Linked DNA regions of Mus musculus: regions 1, 2, 3 and 4 are each linked to region 5. The links are chromatin contacts, called in public HiCAR-type, HiChIP or PLAC-seq and promoter capture Hi-C maps. All regions are on one chromosome and are shown on one strand. The core of a region is the stretch at or near the end of the contact, and the rest is flanking DNA. Distances in the headings are between cores, read along the strand shown.

Region 1 (2,700 bases), core at 31-2,530, 1.2 Mb before region 5:
GTTTCACTTCTGTGCTGGATCCAGTTGGGAAAATAACCAGGCGTCGTGGATACGGATAAGCAGCCATGTTCACATCCGCAGTCAGTTAAAGAGCAATGGCGAGCTTGGAATTAGTCATTGCTTCCCAAACATTACCTTTAATCACAGTTGAGCCGGGCAGAACTCGGCCTATGAGTCAACCTGCAACGCGCTATCAAAGGCCGGCGCAGAAACCTCTGCACCGTGAGCGCAGCCGAGCTCCTGCGCAACACACAGACGTGGCTCATTTAAAAGCTTTCGGGCCGAACAGTAAATAATAGGTTACGATTTAGGAAAAGGACACGTGAGCCCACCGAGTGTGAAAGGATCCCGCCCGCGCGAGTTCCAGGGCACGGCGGAGGCGAGTGGGGGGTCGAGGGAGCTTCGCTCGGGCTGGGGAGCCCGAACCCTGCATCCGGAGAGCGCCTGGGCCGCGAGAACAGAAAAGCTTTCGGGAGAGGGAGGGGGAGGGGACCGGGAGAAGGAACCAGAAACTCAATGGACCAGTTCAACCCCCACCCCTCACCGGCACGCGAAAACAAGAGGGCAGTTAACACAGCTCCACCGGAGACTGCAGTGGCGCGGGAAGGGGAGATCGGGTACCCCCGGCTGGGGTCCCGCACAAGACGCCGGCCCCCTCCCCCTCCTCCCCTCCCCCTCGTCAGAGCGAAGGTGCGGAGCGGAGGCGCGCGCATTGTGCACCCCCCCTGCGGCCAACTCCGCGAAAACAACCCCCAGCACCGCACCCCCACGCGGCCCCGCGCCCCCGGGATACCCTTACCTGTCGCGAGTGGGACTTGGGCTCAGGCGGCTTGAAGAAGGAGTCGGGCAGCTTGCGAAGCCGCATGGGCACGGTCTGAGGCACGTTGGCCGTCTTGGGGTTCATGACGGCATTGAAGAGCGCCTCCAAGTCGGTCTCCGAGTCCCCGCGGACGTGCACGACCTGGTGGCCGGCCGGGGGTGCGGGCGGGGCCGCGGGGGTCCCGGCCGGAGACACGGACGGCGGCGCGGGGCCTTGCGGGGCCGGCTGGGGCGGCGGCTGTTGCGCGGGCTCCATGGCTGCGGCCTCGTTCGACGCTCGGGGCACTGCGCTCAGGTTCGGGGGGCTGCGACGCGCGCCCGCATCGCCCTGCACTCCTTGCCCGAGGCCGCCTCCCCTCTCCTCCCCTCCCCTCCGCGAGCTCCTTCCTTCCTCCCTTTCTTTGCCCCCGGCCGCGGCGGCGTCCCAACTGAGACAGAAACTTTGGCTCCAGACGCCCAAACTAAAAAGTTGCGAGGAGCGCCCGCCCGCGCGCCTCGCGGGCTCCGCCTCCTCGACGCTCTTCCTTCCTCTGCGCGCCCGCCCGCACCGAATCCGCGGCCCGCGGCCCCCGGGGAAACTTTCCCTGCGCGTCGCTACATTCCTGCAGACTCCCGGCCGCACGTGACCCGGGGGCGACCGCGCTGCGTGCGCACCCACCGGCCGGCCCCGAGCCGCTCGGCTGCGGGCGCAGATCCTGCCGGACCCGCGCGCAACGCCAAGGCCGCGAGGAATCGGGACAACCGGCTTGGTAGGGTGGATGCAAAGGCCACACTGTTCACCCGCACTAAGGTTAATCCGGTCCGCGTTTTAACATTGATTCCATTTACCACCAAGTTTGAAGAAGAAACAACAAAACACTTGAGGGCGGGTGCAAATGATTTCAAAGTGAAGCTTGGAAACCAGGAGTTGCACTGGGAGTACCTTACAAAAGGAAACAGTATTACTTTTTAAATTTTGTTTTAAACAGGCTTTACTCTGTAGTCAAGGATATCCTCCAACTCTTTGTGCCACAGCTTCCACAGACAGCTAGGATTCCAAGCCAGGGCCTCTGCTAGCCCGGTTTTTGTAGGTTCATAGGTTCGTCCTTTTTCTTTTCTTTTTTCTTTTTTTTCTTTTCTTTCTTCCTTCCTTCCGCTCCCCCTTTCTCCCTCTCCTTCCTTTTTCTTCCTTTTTGTGTTTCTAATTATGTACAAGTGAGCACAGGTGAAGGTCAGAGGACCATTTGTGGGATCTGTTTTCTTCTTGGTTGTGGGTCCCAGAAATCGAGCTCAGGTACCCTGAACCATCCATCTCATGTTGACTACCCTATTTTGCTGTTTTGAGTCAGGTTCCTATGTAGCTAAGGCTTTCCTCCAATTCACTACATAACTGAGGCTAGCTTAAAATTTCTGCTCCCCCTACCTCAGCCTATAAAGGGCTCAAATAACAAATGTGGGGCACCTTGCTCAGCAAACTTTTTTTTTTTTTAAGTGAAAAGTCAATTTTTTAACACCAAAACTTGACATTTCTTTGGGAACTTCAACTCAAAACATAAGTCACTGTTTAACCTCATGGAGCATTGTGGGTTTTCCTCTTGTGTTTAGTACAAGGGTAAACAATGCAGGGTAGACTAAGAAATGAACCTCAATGGAGATTACCTTAGCCCCTGATTCTCTGTGTGTCAGTCTTTTATCTATCAGGAGCCTATCTGGAATCACTCCAAAAATGATAAAAATCTGTTCGTGTTTTTTAAGTTAATTATTTTGTATTGGGTGTTTTGCCTGAGTTTATGTCTTTGCCTTGGTTCCACAGAGGTCCAAAAGATGGTATTAGATTCCATGGAATTGGAGTACAACTGGTTGTGAACAGCCACGTGGGTACAGGGATTCGAACCTGAGCCT
Region 2 (2,700 bases), core at 15-2,514, 1.7 Mb after region 5:
TACTGTTTTCATTTCTTTCTCATGGCTAAGACTCAGAATCAGAGCAGAGAGCTGAATTACCTAAATGACTTCTTTTCATAAAAGCATGTGAGCTGTGTATGGGTAAAGCCTCACACACATCGTACTATTAAAGCTCTCTTGCAAACCTGTCCTACAATTACCATGCTTTTGTCTTACTTATGCTAATTTTACATAAAATTATTCTGAAATATTGATGAATTCTTTTTCTTTTTGGAATAAAATAAATTTAAGCAACCTAAAAATTTTCAGGTTGTCATAGCAATCCTCAGCTTACTGAACATCATAGTCATAGAAATTGAGAAAACACTCTCCCCACATCCCTATAAAAATAAGAAACTGGGAACATATATTCAGCAAACATCTATGCACAACACGTGGGGGAGATCACTCAGCATAATTCGAGGTTCCACTTTTCTCAGTTTCCCAAACTTTGCAGAACTCTGCTTGCATCTCTCCTGCATTTTAACAAGTTATTGCACCACTACATGCCCAGGTATTCTGTCTGTATTCTCAGTTATTCGGTCTATGAGATTCTCAGCCATGACCTGACAACACCATTTCATTTTTGTCTTCCAAAGCATTTTATTACTTTGGTAAGAAAATATTCTTATCCCTCCTGACATTTGCCATCCAAAAAGCATACTTGCTTCTAGTTTTTTCCTCCTGTTTCCGGTGGCTTTATGAAACATACAATAGGTTTTACACTTGCTTCAACTTTTCAACATCAAATCCCAGCAGAGAAAAACAAACAAACAAACAAAACAAACAAACAAACAAAAACCCACTGTTTTCCCTGTCTTTAAACATGCACCAATGAACAGTTTTTACCTCTGGCAACACGACGAGGAAGGATGGCTTTGCAGAAGTGATTGTGTCAAAAACCCTAAGTGGCTGGGAACCAAAGTGCAGCATCACAGGCAGCAATCACCAGCGAAGGAATGCCAGCCACTTACCAATGAGACGCCAGCTGCCTCTGTTCATTTTGGTGATTCTCAATCCTCATCTTCCATCCTCGTGCCCTGGACACACCTCAGGTGGAGCAGTTCCTTAGGTGCTCCACAGCCTGTGACAGAAGAGAAATCGCAGAGTTCTGAGTCCTTCACTGGGAATTTTCCTCTGGTTTGCCCTGCCTCTCCCAGCAGAAGGGACCCAGGTGAGGCATCCTCCTGACTGCCAGCTTTAATGGCACTTGGCTGCCATCAGTTGCGTGGGGCGGAGTAGTTGAGAGATGCAGGCAGGTGCAAGTGGGCGCCTCCTCCCGCTGCTGCTCCGGGCTCGCGCGCGGATGCTCCAATGCGTCCACGCGCCCCGCGCCGCGCGCCCTGACTGGCTGGGTCTCTCCCAGAGTGGCCCGCGCCCCTCCCGCTCCGCGCTGTCACCGTCGCCAGGCGCCTCACTGCTTTGCGCTGCAAAGGCTCATTTAGCATGTCCCTGCCTGTAAAAGACTGTATGCCTCAAGCAGGGCTTTGGATTTCTTTCTTTTCTTAGAAGGTACTCCCCTGGCATCACTTGCTAACCGATTCCCTCCCCATCTTTTTCTCTCCAAAGTCATGAAGGCTGTTCCCATACCTGGCCACCTCTCCACTGAGAGCTAACAGTGCTGGCAGAGTCTGGGTCCTTTCCTCCCTTGGCCTGCCACTGTCCCTGCTGATTGCCAGGCTGTGTTGATAGCTCAGACAGCCAGAGGCTCAGATTCACTTATGTGGGCTCCAGAGCAGAACTGGCACTTGGGAGAGTGTGGTTAGGTTCTAACTGGGAGGCAATTCTCTTTTTTTATGTATACATGCGAGTTTCATCTAAGAGTGCTGGGATAGGGGGTGTTATTACTTGTCCTTGGGAGTGATGAGTGGGGTAGTGGTTTAGAGTCAGCTCTGAAACAGCAAAAGAAATAGCAGTTTGTTATTTTTTGTTGTTGTTGTTGCTTTTTGTTTTGTTTTTGTTTTTGTTTTTGTTTTTCGGAAAATGTCAGTGTCCAGAAAAATCACATTGGAAATCACAATGTCCAGAGTTGAAAAAAAAAAAAAATTGCCTAGATAGTAAATCTGCGGTGACAGCTTTAGTGTCATTGTTCTTCAGGTTTCTCCACTTTCCCTGTCTTTGAGTGCTCCAGTTTCATGTGTGTGGTGGTAATCCAGTATTTATGAAATACATTTTGTTACATACATTTTGTCTCCAACTCCATGTGGCTTGCACCTGTACGTGACAAGTCTGGAATCACATACTCTCTTCTCTGCCAGCCTATCTACACTTGGAACTCTGCGTGAGCTTTGGGCTGCACCTGAACCAGGAGGCACACGCTATTCACATGTGTGTGCGTCCAGCCCAAGCCTGCGTTCATCTGGATGGATCCTCTCCGCATGGCTTTTGCCCCCAGTGGCTGCGAGAGGCTGTAATTGGCAAGGAGCACAGAGCCAGTAGCTGGAAGCCAAGATACCACTGGAGCTCTCTGATCCCGTTCTTACAGCTTTCCTGGTAATTAAAATTAGTCGTTTTCCTGGTCCTTGGCTCTTTGCACATGTTATGCAAACATCAAGACTTTATTGAATGGGTACCCTCAGGATGTAGATTCGCTTCTTTCTCCACAGCAAAGACAATTAATGTGTATTTGCATTTAATGCTTCTCTACCCTTCCATACTTTTTATTTTCTTGTTCATGCTTTCCAGTAATTAGGTTATTTT
Region 3 (2,700 bases), core at 195-2,694, 1.4 Mb before region 5:
TAAAACTTTGAAAACAATGGACATTTCCATTTGTCAAAAACTGGCCCCCGATTTTCAAGTTTGTTCCTTTTATATATTATTTATTTACTATTAGAAAAAAATGTACTATACTTCATGAACTTTTTTTTTTTTTAAGGGACAGGGTCTTATTCTGTAGACTAGGCTGGCTAGAAAGTCAATATAACCCAAGCTGGTTTTAAAACTTTTTGGAATTCTCTTGCTTCAGCCTTCCAAGTGCTAGGACCACACTACCACCAGGCTCTTTTCGTTTTCTGATTTAAAGATATTTTGATATGCACTTCACTGGAGACAAAAGGCACCATAAATAGTGGAAAGGTAGTCTGTAAGGCTACTGATATAGCTCCATGTTAGAGCACTTGCCTTGCAGGTAAAGAACCCTAAGTTTAATCACAAGAAAAAAATTATATATACTTTTATATTCTATTAAAACATTTAATTGAAATATATAATACAGATATAAGTACATATAAAATATATTTATACACATAAACATATGTTAAGTTATAATACAATATAAAATAAATAATATATACGATATTTTCTATTATATTAAAATATAAATATTTCCTGAGGATTCCCGAGGTATACTTGCAATTTTAATCTCAACACTTGGAAGACAGATGCGGAATGAAACGCTCCTGCCGGACAGAACATTTGAACTAGCCAGGGCTAAATTAGCCAAGATAAAGGCACCGGGAAGAGCTCATAAACGGAATCCGTGAAGGACAACCATTCCCTAACCACCACAGGTAACATCTCAAAACCAAAAAAGTACAAGTGCCGGTAAAGCAGTGGCCTGAACAAAGCTACCACTACCCGTGTGGCCTAACTACACTAGCTGTTACAACGCCAGCAAGCACCCAACCGACACGGCTCTACGCCCACTGCAGGGGGGCGACACGTAGCTTGGAGAGACAAGAATGGAGAACACCTTTCCCAGTTAAACCAAACCTCTCACACGACTACTGGGGACAAGTAGTAACTGATGTGACAACCGTCATCCCCCTGCCGCACAACTTAGTTTAAAGGCATTAAATGCCGCGGGCTTAAAGCTTAAAAACCTGCAGAAAATCTGAAGAGACAGCCGAGGTGCTGCACACCAGTAATCCCAGCACCTAGAACGATTGGAGGCAGGAGGATTGCCGCAAATTCGAGACTAGCCTGGGTTGACTGAAAAAATAAACCGAAAGGAAAAGAAAGCAAAACTGTTATACAAGTCCAAGCCCAAGGACTTAGGCAGGGAGCGGGGGTCGGGCGGCCCTGAGAACTGCCTTCCGGGCCGAAGGAGGAGTCAGCTAGCCCGCCCAGCCGTCGAGAGCCACGCTCGCCCGTCCTGACGAAGGCAGCCGCACTCACCACCGAGTCAGGCCCCCGGCGCCCTGGAAGCAGAGGCGCCTGATTGTTGATCCGCAGCCTTCCCAAAAGCCCCTGCGGCCAGCGGGCCGTTGAGGTGACGTCAGCAGACGCGCACCGCAAGTTGGAACGCGTGGAGGACGGGGTGGGGCTGTGGGCCAGTCGCGCGCGCCTGCGCCTGCGCTCGCGCCTGCGTGCTCGGGCTTTGGAAGCTAAACGTTCGGGCCGCTGGGACTCGGACGAATAAGGCTAGGCTTTCCCGAGCGTCCGTCCTTGCCCCACTGCCTCCGCTGGGCGTTCCGGACTTTGATGCCATGTGTTTTAACCTGCAGTGCACCTTTAATGGCGGCAGCCCTGAGCCGCGCCTCCTAGCTCCCTGTATTTTCCGGCCTCACCCTGCAAGGGTCCTAGACAGGCACTAAGGCAAACGTGGCGTCATAGGTAAGGCGGCTCAGGCTCGTGAGCTGGCCTCGAAACGCCTGAGTAAAGCGGAATGCACGCGTGTGCGTGTACATTAAATATAATTTGGTTTTTTTGTAAGATGGGCTTTAACATTTTTGACAAGTGGGCTCCTCTGGCAGGCCGGCATGGTGGCGCTCACCTCGAATCCTAGAAATTCAAACCCAGTTGGGGCGAGGAGGTAGTTATGCATTTTTAAATTATTATTTTTTTTAAAAAGTGCTCTTGCAGGCGACCCAAATTAAGCGCATCAGGCCATAAATTTAAAAAGTAAGGAAAAGGCTGCGGACTAGTTTGGAGGAAGGCATTGAAGGGTTAACAGTATAATGGGAGAGAGTATGATTAAAGCGCACTATATATCTGTGATGAGATTGTAGAAGAATACGTTTAAAACTGGAAAAATAACCCTGACTTCATTGTTCACTAGCAGTCTGTCTCCCCACCCCCCACCCTCTGCTGCCTTTCCCGTACCGAAAGTGCTGCAAAATCATTAGCATTCAGGGTAGGACTTTCTGATGTCCCCACCCCCACCCCCGCGGCCCTGTTTGGCTTGGATGATTTGTTATGGTTAGTTTTGCAGTTTTTTTATTTGTTTGTTTAAGAAAGGATTTTATTGTAGGGCCCAGACTAGCCGAGGATTTAGCATCCTACCTCAGCCTCCAGTGTGCTGATTAGAAATGTAGGCTACTACCAGTGAGGTTTCTACAGTTTAATTTACTTTAGACTTGAAGGTCTTAACGAATGAATCAGATCTTCTCTCCGGGGGAATTCCATGTTAAATGGGCAAATATTTTAAAAACTTAGAAGTAAAACAGACCGCTAAATTAGGCTGCCAGGGGAATTCCGGGACCCTGAACCGTTTCCCAT
Region 4 (2,700 bases), core at 158-2,657, 1.1 Mb before region 5:
ACATATAATAAATAAATAAATCTTTAAAAAAAAAAAAAAAAGAAGACAGTTTGTGGAAGCAGCAAGAGGAATGACAAGAAGACAAAAGCTAGCAGCTGCTACTGCCTAGGCTACTGTTCAGAACTCAGAATGACCCAGGGATGGAAGACAAGTTCCTGAGGAGAGAGTATTTGGGCATTAACGGAGCCCTAACGTACCTGCATTCTTAGAGCCCAGAGGAGGGTCAGCCGAAGAGGAGACCCTTGATGAAAACTCATGATTTGCTGTTAAAACTGTTAAGAGCATATCCTAGCAGAAGGTGGGACCTAGGGCTGAGGAAGTGGAGGGAGGCTGGTAGTGGTGGAAGGGACTCCATTTCCTGAGAAAAACATGAGCAAACATCATCACCACCAGCCAGTCTTCTGAGACTATGAAGGGTAAATTCTAATTATCATAATGTTCTCTGGAAGAATAAACCCGCTTTATGTACTTAAAAAACAAAGCGTATTGACATTTCCACAATGTTTATGTTACCAATAGTAACATCAAATTGAAATTCAACGATTTCTCATGGAAAATCAGAAATAATCCAGATTGTCAAGATTCGTGCCCCCTGCTTTTCCTTTCGTCTGTGTGACAACAGAGTGGACAGAGATGGGATACAAAATGATCAGAACGAACTAGGGTTCTCCAGCTCTGGGAAGGGTGTGCGGCTAACAAGTAAAACGGAACAGCCCACGATTTTAGCCTCGGGCAATTTCTCTTTCTAAGGAGCAGGACTAAGACGTCTCTGTAAGTAAAGGGTGTAACGCTGTAATTCAAAAAGGCGAATCTTCGCCCGTCCAATACAGGACCGATGCATTTAAAAATCCACAAAAATCTGACAGCCAAGTCGAAGTGCGGGGGTGGGAAGGAGGGGGAAGAGGTCACAAAGTAGGAGACAAAAGTGTAACTTCAGGTCGGGGTGGGGTGGGGTGGGGTGGGGTGAGAACTGCTAAAGCAAATATCCGCACTGAAAATGACTTGCCAGTTTCCATGCCCTTGCCTGCGTGCTCCAGGGGGAGGGCGTGGAAAGGATACAGGTAAGCGCCGGGTCGCGGCCGACCGCCGCCGTCACGGGCGCCCGGCGCGTCTGGGGGTCCGGCGCCCACGCCTGCGCCTGCGCTCTGGGCTCCGGGCCTGCCCGCCAGCATCCTTCACCTCAGCGCCGTCCGCATGGCCGCTCGGCCTCCCTCGTCCTCTCCTCGGCGCTCCGGGCAGTGCGTCTCCCAGGTCTCGCGTCACGGGCGTCGCAGGCTCGGCTGCGGCAATCCTGGCTTCGCAGCGGCCCCGGCGACAGTGGCGACGGCAGCGGCGAGGGCGGCGACCTCGCAGGGCGACGGCGGAGGTGGCGGCCGCGACCCCGCCGCAGCCATCTTGACAACCAACCGACGCCGCGTCCTTCGCGACGGAAACTAGGCGGAACGCGGGGCGGGGCTGCGAGGGGGAAGCGGCCAATGAGGGGCCGGCTCGCTCAAAGGGGCGGCCGAGGCGAGCTGAGGTAAACTGCGGCGAGCCGAGGTTAAACCAAGTTAAATGGAAGCAAGCTAAGGAAAGCAAGCTAAGTACACTGAAGCACACCGAGGTGAGACAAAGTAAGCCAAGGTAAACTGAGGTAAACAGAAGTTGAAATAAACGGAGGCAAGCGGAATTAAACGGGTATGCTGAGATGAGATGAGGTAAACTGAGGCAAGCTGCGCTTAAACTTAATTAAGCAGAGGGAAGCTGAGGTAAACTGAGGTACACCGCGGTGTGATGAGATAACTTGAGGTGAGCTGAGGTTTAACTGAATTACTCAATCAAGCTTAAGCAAACTGAGATTACACCTAATTAAGCAGAGAGAAATTGACACAAGTGGAGGTACACTGAGGTAAGATGATGCAAGCTGAGGTTAAAGCGAGTTACCATTTACGAAGGTAAAATGAGGTAAGCTGAGTTATACTGACTTAACTAAAGTAAACTGAGGTGAATTGAGGTTAAACTGAGATGAAGTAAACTGAGGCAAGTTAGGGCAAGTTGAGTTGGGCAGATGACTCGCAGTTGTGAGAGAGCATAGCTGAACTGTACTTTAGAGCTTGATTCGGCTCTTCCCTTTTCTGAGTGTTTTCTTGAGAGTATTAACAGATGAAAGACAGTGAATGGAAAATTCCTAGATACGGGCAAATATTACAGACAGCCTGGAAATGATTATTTGGGGCATAATTTGTTAGGTATGGAATCCTGTGGTGAACTTTTAGATGGTGAGACCTTTCCCATTATCACTCTTTTCAAAACTACTTTCCCTTGTAGAGGTGAAAGGAAGAGGAGGAGGAAGAGGAAGAGGAGGGAGAAGAGGAGAAAAAGAAAGATAAAAAAGCTTTGCAAAGTGGAAATTTTCTTTCCTCACTTGCTCTCATCCATTTCTTGATACTTAGGTCATTTTCTCTCTGCTGTCCCACTTCAAAAGATCGTTATGGTCCTTGATTGGCTGCCAGAATCTGCAAATGGACCATCACAGCAAAAATGGCCTGAAAAGAAGTCCAGATTTAGCTTAATAATCTCCTGGGAAGGTATGCCAAAAGAGATCTGTGTATTGAAATGGCTTCTGTATAGAAAATTAAACAGTTTTGAGCCACTAGGTTAATGGCTATATAAATGAAAATCTGGACCAAAACTGGGCCTTTTTGTTGGAGCCCAGTGTAA
Region 5 (2,700 bases), core at 160-2,659:
GCGCCCTCATAAGAGGCCAGAGTCCGAAGCACTTCTCTTTTCAGAAGCTGAAGCCTTCCCAATTTTCCATGTAAGACACAAGTGGATTCTGGGAAAGGCAATGGTTAACGTTTAGCGTGTACTAAGTAATCCACTTGGTTCTCAGTATGAGAAAGCTTGAGTTGTAATAATGGAAGGGGAAGTTCTAAAGGAGAAACGAGTAAAGAATATCCTGAAGGGAGAAGTGTGGGAAAGATACTGACATCTACCAGGTCTGACTGAATGTAGACCTGAGCTCTCACCAATGACCAACACTGCACACCACACGATGCAAGCCAAAATTTAATACGAACAGAACACTCACAAGGGCTTTAAAATACACGGGTACCCTATTGGGTCCAAACAGCTTACCAATGGCCAAACTGCAGACGTGTATTTTTAAAAGGTCAAATCAATGACGAGTCATTGTTGTATGAAATTACTTTTCCTAAAGTATTATTAAATTCACTAGCTTCACTTTAACTCTCCAGACTCCCTTGTTTCCACTCTTCCCAGAGAGTTTGGCTTGCTTTGATTTGTTGTTGTTGTTGTTTGGTTTGTTTGTTTTGTTTATGAGACAGGGTCTCACTCTGTTGCCCTGACTGGCGTGGCTCTCTCCACCACCTTAAAACGAAAAATCAAAACAATTTAAAACAACAACAACAAAACCAACCCCCCACCAAAAACAACAACAACAACAACCAGGCACCGAAACTTTAGCAACAACAAACAAAAGTGAAAGTCTCTACCAACTTTTCACTGACAAGTCTCAAAAGTTGACTCTCAAGGGCTGTAGGGGAAACTTTTCCTCCCCAGTGTTGCCTGGGAAGTAAATCCGCACCACTAAGAACAGACTTTGTTGGCCACCAGCAGGGGAGCTCTTCAGCTTTTGTCCCCAATCCATTCAAACAAAAGAAGTTCGGTCTGGGGCTTCCCAACCAGGGTCCCGCACCCCATGGGGTCTTGCACACTTGGGGGCCCGTCACTCACTTCTCAGCGCCCCGATGAGCAGAGAGCCATCCTTCAGCAGCTCTTTGATGAACTTGTTGGTTCTCTCCAGCTCGATCTCGTGACACTGCAATCGCTCCCTAAAATCCGGGCTGTCCAAATACGAATCGCTGAACTCCAGAGTGGGCAGCCCCATGGCCCAGGCGCGGCGGCCGCTAGCTGCGGCGGGTGCGGGGACACTGCGAACGCGGGGGAGCGCTGGGGAGAGCGGAGGACTGGGCCCCGCGCGCCGGGCTCAGTGCAGCTGCCCCGAGGCCGGGCGGAGGCTCCGGGCGCTGTCACCGGCTCGCATCGTCGCTCGCTCGCACCGTGGGGGTGGCGAGGCTACAAGCTGTAGCGCAGAGGAGTCTTCTGACAGCGTCACTCGCTGACCCTGGGGACAGTGGCGCGCGCTTAGCTGGCGGCGCCTCACGGCGACTCGGGCCCGTAGGGAAACCCGCCCCCTGTGCGGAGCGCACGCGGGCCGGCCTGCAGCTCCCGGGCAGACCCTCCTCCACCCTCCCCGCCCCTCGCTGTCCCCGCCCGGTCCCCGCCCGGTCCCTGCGGTGCGCACTTTGCTCCCCGCACCCAGCACTGCTGTGTTGTAGCCTCACCCGATTCCTACCCGTCCCCGTCTGGGCCCACTGAGAGCGCCAGGCCCTGTGCGCCCCAAACCATCTCCAACCCCCAGCGTCCCCCTCAGGAACAGTCTGACTCCCACGTTAACCCCTGCGGGAACTACCACTTCCCAGCCGGTTCAAGTTTCACTTCAGGGTCCTGCCCATAAGTCCAAAATAGAAAGGATGTCCCGCCTGACTCCCAACCCCGCTGCATTGACCCATCAGTGAGGTGTGTTGGGTGTTATCCCTCAGTCTGTAAGAAAGGGGAATTGATTTTATTAACTCATTTCACATGTTATATACCCCTGTTTTAGTGTCTCTAATTGACACCTGGGTGGGTGGACCTACAAGTTCAGAGACTTTCATCGACTTGACCTGATCAAGCATTTCAAAGGAATCATTAATTCCTTTGGTGGTGGTGGTAGGTAATACCTGCATTCAACTGGCTGAAGCAGGAGAATTGCCAAGAGTTCAAGGCCAACATGGACTACACAGAGAAACACTGTCTCTGAGATGAATATATATATATGAATTCCTGCAAAGAGTCAATTAGCAGAGGTTGACCTAATAAATGTGCGTTCTGTTGAAACCCTGACAACAAAATAACCTACTATTTTATGTCATCCTGCACTCACCTGTAGCTTTTTTGAGAACTCCGTTACTTTTCTTAAGGATCTGTTTTTAATTTCTACATTTCCACTGCTTTGTATATTTGAACCATCTGTTTTTAAAAAAGAAAGGAAGGAAGGAAAAAAGAAACTTGTACAAATCATGGGAAAATCCACTGAAGTGCTTTACATTTTTTCCCAATTAAATTTCAGGAACCTTTAGCTGCAATTTTTTTCAGCCATACAATAACATTAAAAGTAGCATGTAAACAGCCAGGAATGGTGGTGCATGCCTTTAATCCCAGCACTCGGAAGGCAGAGGCAGGTGGATTTCTGAGTTCGAGGCCAGCCTGGTCTACAGAGTGAGTTCCAGGACAGCCAGGGCTACCCAGAAAAACCCTGTCTCGAAAAACCAAACAAACAAAACAACAAAACAAAACAAAAAGCAAAAATAGCATGTAAACTTT

Evidence for each region. Promoter capture Hi-C pulls out the DNA fragments that hold promoters and counts their contacts. HiCAR-type assays count read pairs that join an accessible place to other places. HiChIP or PLAC-seq counts read pairs in DNA pulled down with a chosen protein or histone mark.
Region 1: a contact with region 5 is called in a FOXA1 HiChIP or PLAC-seq map of pancreatic cancer cells. The contact joins the promoter of Yap1 here to the promoter of Arhgap42 in region 5. A contact is called at or near these places in 1 of 39 promoter capture datasets (the 3T3-L1 cell line) and 3 of 115 datasets of contacts at active chromatin or transcription factors (extraembryonic endoderm stem cells, pancreatic cancer cells and stem cell-derived neural progenitor cells).
Region 2: a contact with region 5 is called in a HiCAR-type map of astrocytes, with 5 times the contacts expected there. The contact joins the promoter of Cntn5 here to the promoter of Arhgap42 in region 5. A contact is called at or near these places in 1 of 39 promoter capture datasets (hippocampal neurons) and 1 of 115 datasets of contacts at active chromatin or transcription factors (astrocytes).
Region 3: a promoter capture Hi-C map of second pharyngeal arch cranial neural crest shows a contact between it and region 5. The contact joins the promoter of Birc2 here to the promoter of Arhgap42 in region 5. A contact is called at or near these places in 5 of 39 promoter capture datasets (cranial neural crest, embryonic stem cells, frontonasal cranial neural crest and 2 more).
Region 4: a contact with region 5 is called in a promoter capture Hi-C map of second pharyngeal arch cranial neural crest. The contact joins the promoter of Cep126 here to the promoter of Arhgap42 in region 5. A contact is called at or near these places in 3 of 39 promoter capture datasets (cranial neural crest, hippocampal neurons and second pharyngeal arch cranial neural crest).

The regions. Positions count from the first base shown.
Region 1 is chr9:8,003,316-8,006,015 of GRCm38.p6, forward strand. Yap1 (yes-associated protein 1) reads right to left here and starts at 1,281. Exons shown (of 9, transcript NM_001171147.1): 1 at 800-1,281. The coding sequence starts at 1,075.
Region 2 is chr9:10,903,511-10,906,210 of GRCm38.p6, forward strand. It overlaps Cntn5 (contactin 5), which reads right to left and starts at 1,265. Exons shown (of 25, transcript NM_001170787.1): 1 at 975-1,265. Gm32710 (a long non-coding RNA gene) reads left to right here and starts at 935. Exons shown (of 3, transcript XR_001779092.2): 1 at 935-1,174; 2 at 2,259-2,493.
Region 3 is chr9:7,835,613-7,838,312 of GRCm38.p6, forward strand. Birc2 (baculoviral IAP repeat-containing 2) reads right to left here and starts at 1,445. Exons shown (of 8, transcript NM_007465.3): 1 at 1,378-1,445.
Region 4 is chr9:8,133,039-8,135,738 of GRCm38.p6, forward strand. Cep126 (centrosomal protein 126) reads right to left here and starts at 1,408. Exons shown (of 11, transcript NM_001045524.2): 1 at 1,060-1,408. The coding sequence starts at 1,172.
Region 5 is chr9:9,237,618-9,240,317 of GRCm38.p6, forward strand. Arhgap42 (Rho GTPase activating protein 42) reads right to left here and starts at 1,410. Exons shown (of 24, transcript NM_001372563.1): 1 at 1,009-1,410. The coding sequence starts at 1,162. The region is part of intron 2 of Gm16833 (predicted gene, 16833); the gene reads left to right.